Linked DNA regions of Mus musculus: all the other regions are linked to region 1. A link is a contact called in public Micro-C and promoter capture Hi-C data. All regions are on one chromosome and are shown on one strand. Each heading gives the region's core, a stretch centred on a gene start, on an enhancer-like site or on the middle of the called end of the contact. The rest is flanking DNA. Distances are from core to core; before and after follow the strand shown.

Evidence for each region. Promoter capture Hi-C pulls out the DNA fragments that hold promoters and counts their contacts. A called contact is a pair of places that touch in the nucleus more often than the background predicts.
Region 2: a contact with region 1 is called in a promoter capture Hi-C map of the HPC-7 cell line. The contact joins the promoter of Irgq here to the promoter of Bcam in region 1. A contact is called at or near these places in 3 of 39 promoter capture datasets (the HPC-7 cell line, cranial neural crest and second pharyngeal arch cranial neural crest).
Region 3: a contact with region 1 is called in a Micro-C map of embryonic stem cells. The contact joins the promoter of Zfp108 here to the promoter of Bcam in region 1. A contact is called at or near these places in 1 of 39 promoter capture datasets (cranial neural crest) and 1 of 484 Hi-C or Micro-C datasets (embryonic stem cells).

The regions. Positions count from the first base shown.
Region 1 is chr7:19,769,097-19,772,038 of GRCm38.p6, reverse strand. It overlaps Bcam (basal cell adhesion molecule), which reads left to right and starts at 1,507. Exons shown (of 15, transcript NM_020486.2): 1 at 1,507-1,632. The coding sequence starts at 1,569.
Region 2 is chr7:24,529,066-24,532,007 of GRCm38.p6, reverse strand. Irgq (immunity-related GTPase family, Q) reads right to left here and starts at 1,360. Exons shown (of 3, transcript NM_153134.3): 1 at 1,104-1,360; 2 at 93-624. The coding sequence starts at 622.
Region 3 is chr7:24,253,349-24,256,290 of GRCm38.p6, reverse strand. Zfp108 (zinc finger protein 108) reads right to left here and starts at 1,497. Exons shown (of 4, transcript NM_018791.2): 1 at 1,369-1,497; 2 at 401-458. The coding sequence starts at 415.

The DNA.
Region 1 (2,942 bases), core at 258-2,757:
GAGCCTTTGAGTATACATCTGGCAACCCTTTCTTGCCTGCTGTGGGGTGGGATTGAGATGTGGGACAGCCTGGACTTTTACGGTGGCTGGGAGTCACACAGAGGAGATAGATGTATCTCTGGGCGTGTAGAGCTGACAAGGGGGTCCAGAGATTTGCAGGGACTTATGTGACAGGAGAAGGTTGAAGAAAGACTTCCTGGAGAGGGGATGAAGGAGCCCCACGCAAAGGTCACTTTTCCTGGTTTCACAATTGCTTCCTGTGACAGGGAATGCTAAAACAGCTTTGAGAGCCCTGCCAAAACCTACAACATAAGCCTTTCCACTAGGACTGATGGGTAAAACCTTGGCTCACAGGGCAGCTCAACGCTGGTCACCCTCAGACTGGCCAGAGACTGGAGGGGGAGGACCCTCTCTCAGCATGACCCACAATTATACCACCCCCCATCCATAGCAGTATCCCAGGCTAGTTTCTACCCTCTGAACAGAGGCAGAACCCTCCTTCTCCAGCCCCCATCCAGCATTCTTGGGATTTTGTTCCACACTGCCTCGGCGTGTGAGGATCCTGGAGTAGACTGATCTGTGACCCCTTACTTTGACCTGTGACCCTCTCTTCCATCCCGCGGTCCTAGCAGCCTGCTCTTTCCCTCAGCCACTCACCTGCCGACGCGCCAGCCCACTTCTCCTCCCCTCCCCCCAAGGTGGGGAAGGAATGGCGGGCAGAGAAGGAAGGCGGAAGGGGGGTGACATTCCTTGGATTCCCTGGATGGGGGGAAGTGAAGGAGTCAAGGAGAGCAGAGCAGAGCAGAGGGAGGGGCACCCCATCCCCACCTCATCACCAAAGAGGCCGACCAGGACTGGGAATTGAAAACCCATTAGAGAAAAGATTGACCTGACCAGTTCCAGGCCACTGCTCAGTCAGAGGAGGGGCGCTTCCCAGCAAGGTGGCTGCCTCTAAGGGGAGGGCATCCTAGGGCACTCAGGGAAGAGCCGGTCATGCAGGAGAGACTACAAAGAGAGACCAGCACAGGCAACTAATCACATCAGGGACCGCTGGTCAAAACCGACAGTTCACAAACCAGGGCGATGGCTCACCCTTGTAATCCCAGTACTTGGGAAACTGAGGCAGAAGGCCAGCCTGAGCTACAGTGGGCCACCGACTCCAAAAAGAAAATAAACTAGGAAAAAGATTCACCTGCAGTCGAGGGCCACATGCCACCTTGGGCATGCGTGTCAAGACCCCGCAGGTGGCCAGGAAGGAAGGGAACGAGTATCTGCGCGCTTTCCCTTAGATTCCAGCTCGAGGCTTGACTGGAGGGTCGGTCCCCACGGCTGAGGAGGAGAGCCGCAGGCGTGGGTTGGATGGAGCAGCGCGCGGCGGTGCTAGCGGGTCCCCGCGCGCGCGAGGGTGGGAGGTCCTCTCAGGGCAGTGGGAGGTCTTGGCCCTGCGCCCAGCTTGGGGATGGGGTGGGCGTGGTCAGGGGCGTGGTCAGGGGCCTGGCCTCCGCTGCCAGCTTCAGGGCGGCGGAGAGCCTCGCCCGGGCTCAGTCACTGCCGCCACTGCAGGGAACATGGAACCCCCTGACGCCCGCGCAGGGCTGCTGTGGCTCACCTTCCTGCTGTCGGGCTACTCAGGTATGACTTGGGGCTGAGGGCAGAGCTGAAACTTGAGGTTGGGGCTTGTGGGGCAGGCCCCTGGAGTCCCCGAGAAGACAAGGGGAACAAGCTTCCATTTCCCCAGGGATCACAATCTAGGGATTCCCCAGTAGGGAGGAAGGCGGGAGGCCTTGGGGTGCACCCGATCTGAGAGCTAAGGATACCCTAGCTCTGGAGCAAACACATCTGAGACAGCTGTCCCTCCCCAGCTCTTTGGGAATCCTGGAGTCTAAGCCCTGCGACCCCTAATAACCTTGAGTACCTGGAATCTGGGATCTGTAGCCCCTAGTCCCTTAGACTGGAGTCCAGCCCCTCCCCTCCCCCATAGTCAAAATAGGTTCTGCTAAGATACTGAAGATTAGCATCCCGGAGCTGTTCTCTAAGTGATTAAGCTCAGAGTTTCCTCAGAGAAACGGGGGACCCTGCGGTTAAAGCACTTTCTAGAATGTTAGGGTTTCCCCAAAATTCAGAGTTTAGGCTGCCTCTAAAGGACCCGCCTCTCTCTGAAAGGGCCGGAAGAACCGAGCCTGACAGAGAAGGTGGAACAGTGTTTTCCGACTGACAGGGCCCCTTTCCTGAGGGCCCCGATAAATCCACACACCTGCATGTGGTGAAGTGGGGAGGAGAAACAGGGGCGGGGGGACACTGGGGACAGGGTGAAGAGAGATCAGGGAAGACAGGATATCTGGCTGCTTGGCTGCTCACAACCAGTCCAGAGCACCAGCTTGGCCCCCAACCAGCTCCCCTGGGACAGGCTGGGCCCAGAGGTGGGTGCCTGAGAACCAAGGCTCCTGGCACAAACGTGATATAGAGTGGGAACCCAGGAGTAGTCTGTGCCAGGTTAGGCGGGAAAGGAATGATGCCAGCCCAGAGGGTAGATTCTCAGCAAGAACCGTGCTACCTGCCAGACCCTGACAGGAATCCAAGACCCAAGTTCTCAGGTCCCTAGGACTCAGAGATCCGTGTTTCCCACATGCAGCCTGCTATACCTCGGGCAGCTAGTTGTCTAAACTTCCAGTCCTTTCTCCCTCAGGACCCAGCCTCACCTCTGCCCAGGTGACTCACCTCACCCTTTTCAAGCTTCTCTGGTAAAGAGATGGGGGGGGGGTGTTGTCAAGGGGCGGGTAGGGGGCTCTGGCGCCAAGCTGGGCAGGTCTCAGCCAGCCTGACCCTCCCACATTCCTGAAACCTGCCCAGCCCTGTCCCCCCTTGCCACTCCCACACACCCATCCAGCTTCTGGCCCAGCTGCAGCCCACACCCTGGCCCCCCACACATGAGAGAGCAGAGG
Region 2 (2,942 bases), core at 111-2,610, 4.8 Mb before region 1:
AACACTCTAGGAACAGGGCTCGAGAACTTTAAAGACCTCCGTAGCTGAGTTGGATCTAAGGCCACCCCATCCAGCCCGAACTGTCCCCTCACCTCTGCAGCGCCTCCGCCTGGGTCCGCAGCACCACCTGCAGGCGCTCTAGCTCCTCGCAGCGGTCACTGCTGCTGCAATCCGCCGGCGGCACAAAGAGAGGCGCAGCTCCTAACCCAGCACTGTTCAACAAGGCTGCAGTCTCATCCCGGGCTTTAGCTGCATTCTGGGAATCTCCAGGGCGCAGATTCCGGACAGCCAGCAGCGGGGTTCCTCTAGCCAGGGCGGCTCGCGCTGCCTCTCCCAGAGCTGGGGTCAAGGGCTCCTCGCTCCCCTCAGATCCTGGTAGCACCAATACCAGCAAGTTGGCCTCCGCCGCCCAGGGCCCGGGAGCTGCGGGTGGGCAACTCAGCTCACCCAGGAAGAGGCCCGGAGCCGCAGCTCTCAGGCTGGGGACTCCAGAGTCCTGCCGTCCATCGGGAATCTCTACCGTGTCCACATTCTTACCGCATAACGCGGCGATCAGGGCGGACTTTCCCGAGCCGGGAGGCCCCAGGAATAAGGCAGTCACGTCACCCTGAGGCAGAGGCATTGCTGGAAAGCAAGAGGCGGGGAAAGAAATTGGTCAGGGAGCACGTAAGACTTTTTGTTTGCTTCTTTTCTAAGACAGCGTCTCGCTGTGTAGCCCTGGCTGGCCTGAACTCATTACGTAGACCAGGCTGGCCTGACATTCAAGAGATCGATCCTCTCCCCTCTGTCTCCCAGAGTGCTGAGATTAAAGGCGTCGCACTCCCCCACACCAATCAACACCCTCTCCTAACTGATTCACTGTAGATCCAGGCTTCAGTCCTCCAGCCTGTCCTCTACTTCCATTCTCCAGTGTCACGCTGCAGGACCTAGAAACTCAACCCCCAGGGCCTATTCCTGGGAGAGCCAGGTATATGCCCATTCTCCACACGAATGCATTTCTCTATTTAAAAAAGAAGAAACAGAAGAAGGAAAACAAAAACCCTCAAAAACCTGACTGCCAAACTCGAGAATGGTCTTTCCCCTCCCCATTCCAAATCACCAACCGATCAGAGAGGTGACACGCCTGGAGAGCACAGAGGCCCAGCCCCTTAAGACGAGCTGACGGAGGCTGAAGGGGCAGGAGTGTCCGGATTTAGAAACATCCGGACTCCTTCAGGTGGCTCTATACTGACGTCATTCCTTCCAAGACCGGTGTGTCTTGGAGTGCCACTGCGGAGAGGAAGAATTTTTGGCAGCTCCTTCTTTCTAGCTAAGGCTGTTTGGGCAAAGGCACAATAAAACCCATGCGCGTGCGCAGAAAGTTTTGGGGCGGTGCCCCACCAAGACCAGCAACCAATACGCCTGCGCAGTACGTGCAGGGTTTGTACGGCAAAGGGGGACAGGAAGCGATGAGCCCACGCAGTAAGCTTAGCGTTGTACGGAGCACACAACCAACGTCATCATCACGCACCCCTGTACAGAAAAGGACCTCTCCACTTGCCCTTGCGAAGACTTGCCTGCCGTGACTATATTAGTGCCGGACTGCAACCTTGAACCTGACTCGGGGACAATGGTGGTGCAACAGATCACTGGAGTCTGGAGACTAGGAAAAACTATCCCGCTCTCGTCCGGTGGCAGAGCTGTGGCGACCAACTGTCAGGCGCAGCTAAGGGACAGTCTTCGGGGAGGAAAGCAAGAGGCGTCCGTGACCATCAAGAACTAAGAGCAGAAGGCAGTGCATGGGAGCAGCGTGATCCAGAAATGAACTAGTGAACGCGGGCGGCGGTGACTACGGTGAAACAGTAATCAATGTCAGAGAAGGATGTCTCCTGGGAGAAGGCGGGCTCAAGTGTGAGCACCACTGCTTGTGCGGGGGTTATGGTTGACACGTGAGAAACTAGGATGGGGCTGGTAAGAAAGACCAAGAGTTCCACCTTCGAGGGAATTCGGTTTCGTGAAGATGAGGACACAGGGGCTTGAAGACCGAGGTGTCACAAACCCGAGGAGTCTCCCATGTGAGACTGCTGAAGCTTTTCTAGTGAGAGTGTCATTAGAGTTCAGTGAGTGTCAAAAAATAGAGCGAGGCCCACTAAGGTTGGTGGCAGCCACGCCCCCCCCCTCTCTCTTTCATATCAGAACATCGCCCTGAAGACACTGTAGAGGGCAAGCGTCTCCCAAGGAATGGAGTCCAGACAGCCCAGGAGACGACCTCTTTGAGTACTGCCAGAAAGAGGGGTTGGGTGCAGGAGTGACAGACACTAAAGGGACCTCCATATCTCGACGCCCCGCCCTGCTACAGGTGGCCGCAGTGACTACCTGCCAGGAATGACCTCCTCTCATGATCAAAATTATTTCCCTTGATTTGGGCACACAAACAGAAGCAGGACGACATTTAGAGGAATAAAGGGCTGCCAGGCGAAGATTGGGTTGTGGGGTGTGACTGGCAATATCATTACCTGGAATGAGTCCCCAGGGTTCTTGTCCCACTTTCCCCCTAGACTTTCAATATGACTATGCTTCAGTTTCCCGTAGCAAACGTGTGCAACACGGGCTATGGTGGTAGCACACCTTTAATCCCCGAATTTAGGAGGTAGAGGCAGGCCGTTCACTGAGTTTGAAGCCAGCCTGCTCTATAGAGAAAGTTCCAGGACATCCAGGGCTACACAGACAAATCTTGTCTTAATAAACAAACCAAAACGGGCATCACAGCTCACTTCCATGGGGTAGTTATGGAATTAGCTGTCGAAAGGGGAAAACTTGACTTGAATGAAATTTAATTTAAATGATAACATCTACTTTATAACAGCTGTGACCCTGACTGAGTGTTCTCTGCACTGGGTGCATTCGATGCCAAGTATGGAGGAGTGACCTTGATTATCTCATTCGGCTCTAATGTCGGGCTG
Region 3 (2,942 bases), core at 248-2,747, 4.5 Mb before region 1:
TGAAGAACTCATACTTAATTGTAAAATAAAATTAGGCCAGAAGAGGGCGTTGGACATCCTCTAATTACATATAATTGGAGTTACGGGCAGTTGTAAGCTATCAGGTGTGAGTGCTGGGAACCAAACTGAGCCAGTGCTCTTAACTACTGAGCCATCTCTGCAGCCCACTTTTTCAAATTCTTTTTACTCATCCTTGTACACTTTCCCATGTGCAGTGCACTTTGAGCACATGTCCCACTGTCCTCTCTTATCCCTCCTCCTTCCAGACCTTTCTTCTCAGCAACTTCCCCTCTTCCTTCATGCAGTTCAGAGAGGCTCTGTGTAGAGCACTTGCCCGCCATGCAGGAGTCCTGTTTTCAATCCCTACCACTGTGGGGATGGGGGAAGCAACCCGACTTACCTGTAACTTGGTCATTGTTCTCTTCTCTTTGAGACAAGGCAGGGCTCTGGGAAGCAAGCTGGGGAAGAGAGGCTTCGTGAGAACACTGCTAGGACAGTTGGTCCACGTGGCTTCCTCAGCTTCTCCATCAGCCCCAAGGGCTGTGCGCGCTGACCAGGCTTTTCTGCCTACTTCCTACTAAGCCTCCGGGTTACCAGACTCACTCACCACATTCTCTATTTCTGGAAGCTTCAGGGGTGCTGGGCACTCTTACCTTCACAAGGCTGCCTGTGGTGATGGGTTTCCCAGAAAACACAAATGTTTAAGCAGCCCCAGAAGTCTGATGCATGCTGTGTCATGACTGACCACCAGCCTCAGAAGGGTCTGTCAATTGTGACAGCTATCTTACATGTTATTGTTTCCATACATGGGAGTGAAGTTAAACCTCTCTGTATCCTGCTCTAAAAGGCTTCATAATTAGCAAACATTATTGACCTGCCAGAGCCTCCAGAGTCTCTTTTTCCACATGCACGAAGATAATGACCAATAGAAATCTAAGCCCTGCAAGATGGCTTAGTGGGTAGAAGTGACTTCAGCTGAGCCTGATGGGGCGAGTTCGAGTCCCTGAACACCACACGGTGCAAGGAAAGACCTGACTCTCACAAGTTGTCTTCTGACCTCCATACATAAGCTGTGACACAACCCTCCCCTCTTAAATAAATAAATGCAAAACCAAACCAAATCAAAACAAAAACACATAAAAGTAAGAGTTGCCACTTAAGGCTTTATGACACTGGCCATCTGTCACCACAGCTTCTCTGCCAGGCTCCAGTGGGAAGCTAGACTCTCCCGGGGTTCCACCAGCAGCTGAGATGGGTCCAGGAATCAGGGCAGGAGGCCTCAGGCAGAACCCAGTTAAAAAGGACGGGTCGCTGCCACAGCTGCCCCGCTTTTCCCCGGAATGCAAACTCGTCTCTGAGAGGACACACCGGAATGCAAACTCGTCTCTGAGAGGACACACCGGAATGCAAACTCGTCCCTGAGAGGACACACCGGGGCACAGCGCACAGAAGGCCTGCGGGATGCTCCAAGCTCTCACCTCACTGGAAGGAAGCACTGCCAGGCAGCCTAGCCTTCTGGAGCTGAAGCAAACTTAGCTGCTAATGGCTCCAGAACTACAATTCCCAGAATGCCTCGGCGGAAGTTCATCGGTCTGGAGCTTTTTCTGGGACTACATTTCCCAGAACGAGAAGGTTCCAAGCTATTTTAACTAGAGTGAGGTCGGTGGAAATTGCTTTTTGGGAAATGTAAAAGTACCACTCTCGCTTAGAAAGGAAGTTGTGGGTCCAGACAAAATCAACAGTCTTTAGTCATATTTGGCCTTGTTTCGTTGAGAAATTTAAAATTGACCTTTATAGTGACTACCAGCTAAGTCCCATGGTTTAGAAATCTCAAAGGGTAGGTCTCTGTCTTGGCTGTAGGAAGGTGCAGTAACAGGACCAGAGGGCATAACTATCCTGGCTCCAGTTTTCAACCCTTTAGCCAGGGGGCTTATGGGGAACAGGGTCTCAAGTTTTGCCAACTTCTGGATAGAAAATTCTGTTCCTGAGTCAGATTAGCATAGGTAAGCTCTGGATGCCCTAGTGAGTTCGGTTAACATTCTGTCTAAGCTCCACCATACAGTTACCTGGCAACACCTAGGTATGCTCCTCCCCACAATTATCTGGCAACAGCCTGGTAGGCGGATCCACTATAAAAGTGGTTGCTTGCCCTCTCCTCTTTCTTTTGTCCTCTTGTTCTTTTGCTCTTCCCGTCTTGCTCCTGCTCTGTCCCCTCATACCTTCCCCCCTCTTTCTCCACGTGCTCATGGCCAGCCTCTACTCTTCTCCTCTACTTCTCTCTCCCATTCTCTGCCCTACTACCCTCTAAACTCCCCTCCCCAAGCCCTGAATAAACTCTATTCTATACTATACCATCGTGTGGCTGGTTCCACAGTGGGAAGGGATGTCTTGGCATGGGCCTGTTGAGGCACCCGCTTCCCCCATACCTCACCACACCCCTATAGAACGTATCCACCCCACCCCACCCCCATTTATCATTTTATAAACATATCAAGTTCTACTTCCCAGTCTGCATAAGGAGGGAAGAGGGTCCTAGGATTTGAGTATAATGGGGTGGTGGGTCTTACAGTTTGGTTTGCAGGTAAGTTCTATTTTAATGTAGGGGTCCCTGTCTGTCTTCCATCCTATCCCCTAATTTTCACATTCTCAGTGGTGGCAATAGAAAGTCCCTGGAAGGTTGCAAGTGGAACTTAAATCAGCAGGGCAGGTGCTACATCTACTCCAGTAGTGACACGTGCAACTGGCCCCAAAAACCTGGGCACTGTCCTGAGGCAAAAAGTCTCCTGGAACTGTGGCATCCTGAATAACGAATGCTCCAATGTCCATGCTTTAGTTGGTAAACAGATCTGTGTGCTTTCCCTTAATATTACTTTATTATAAGTGCTTCTAAGGATTCATTTTTGATATTTAGCTAAGTTAGATTCCTCATCAATCCTAGGCAG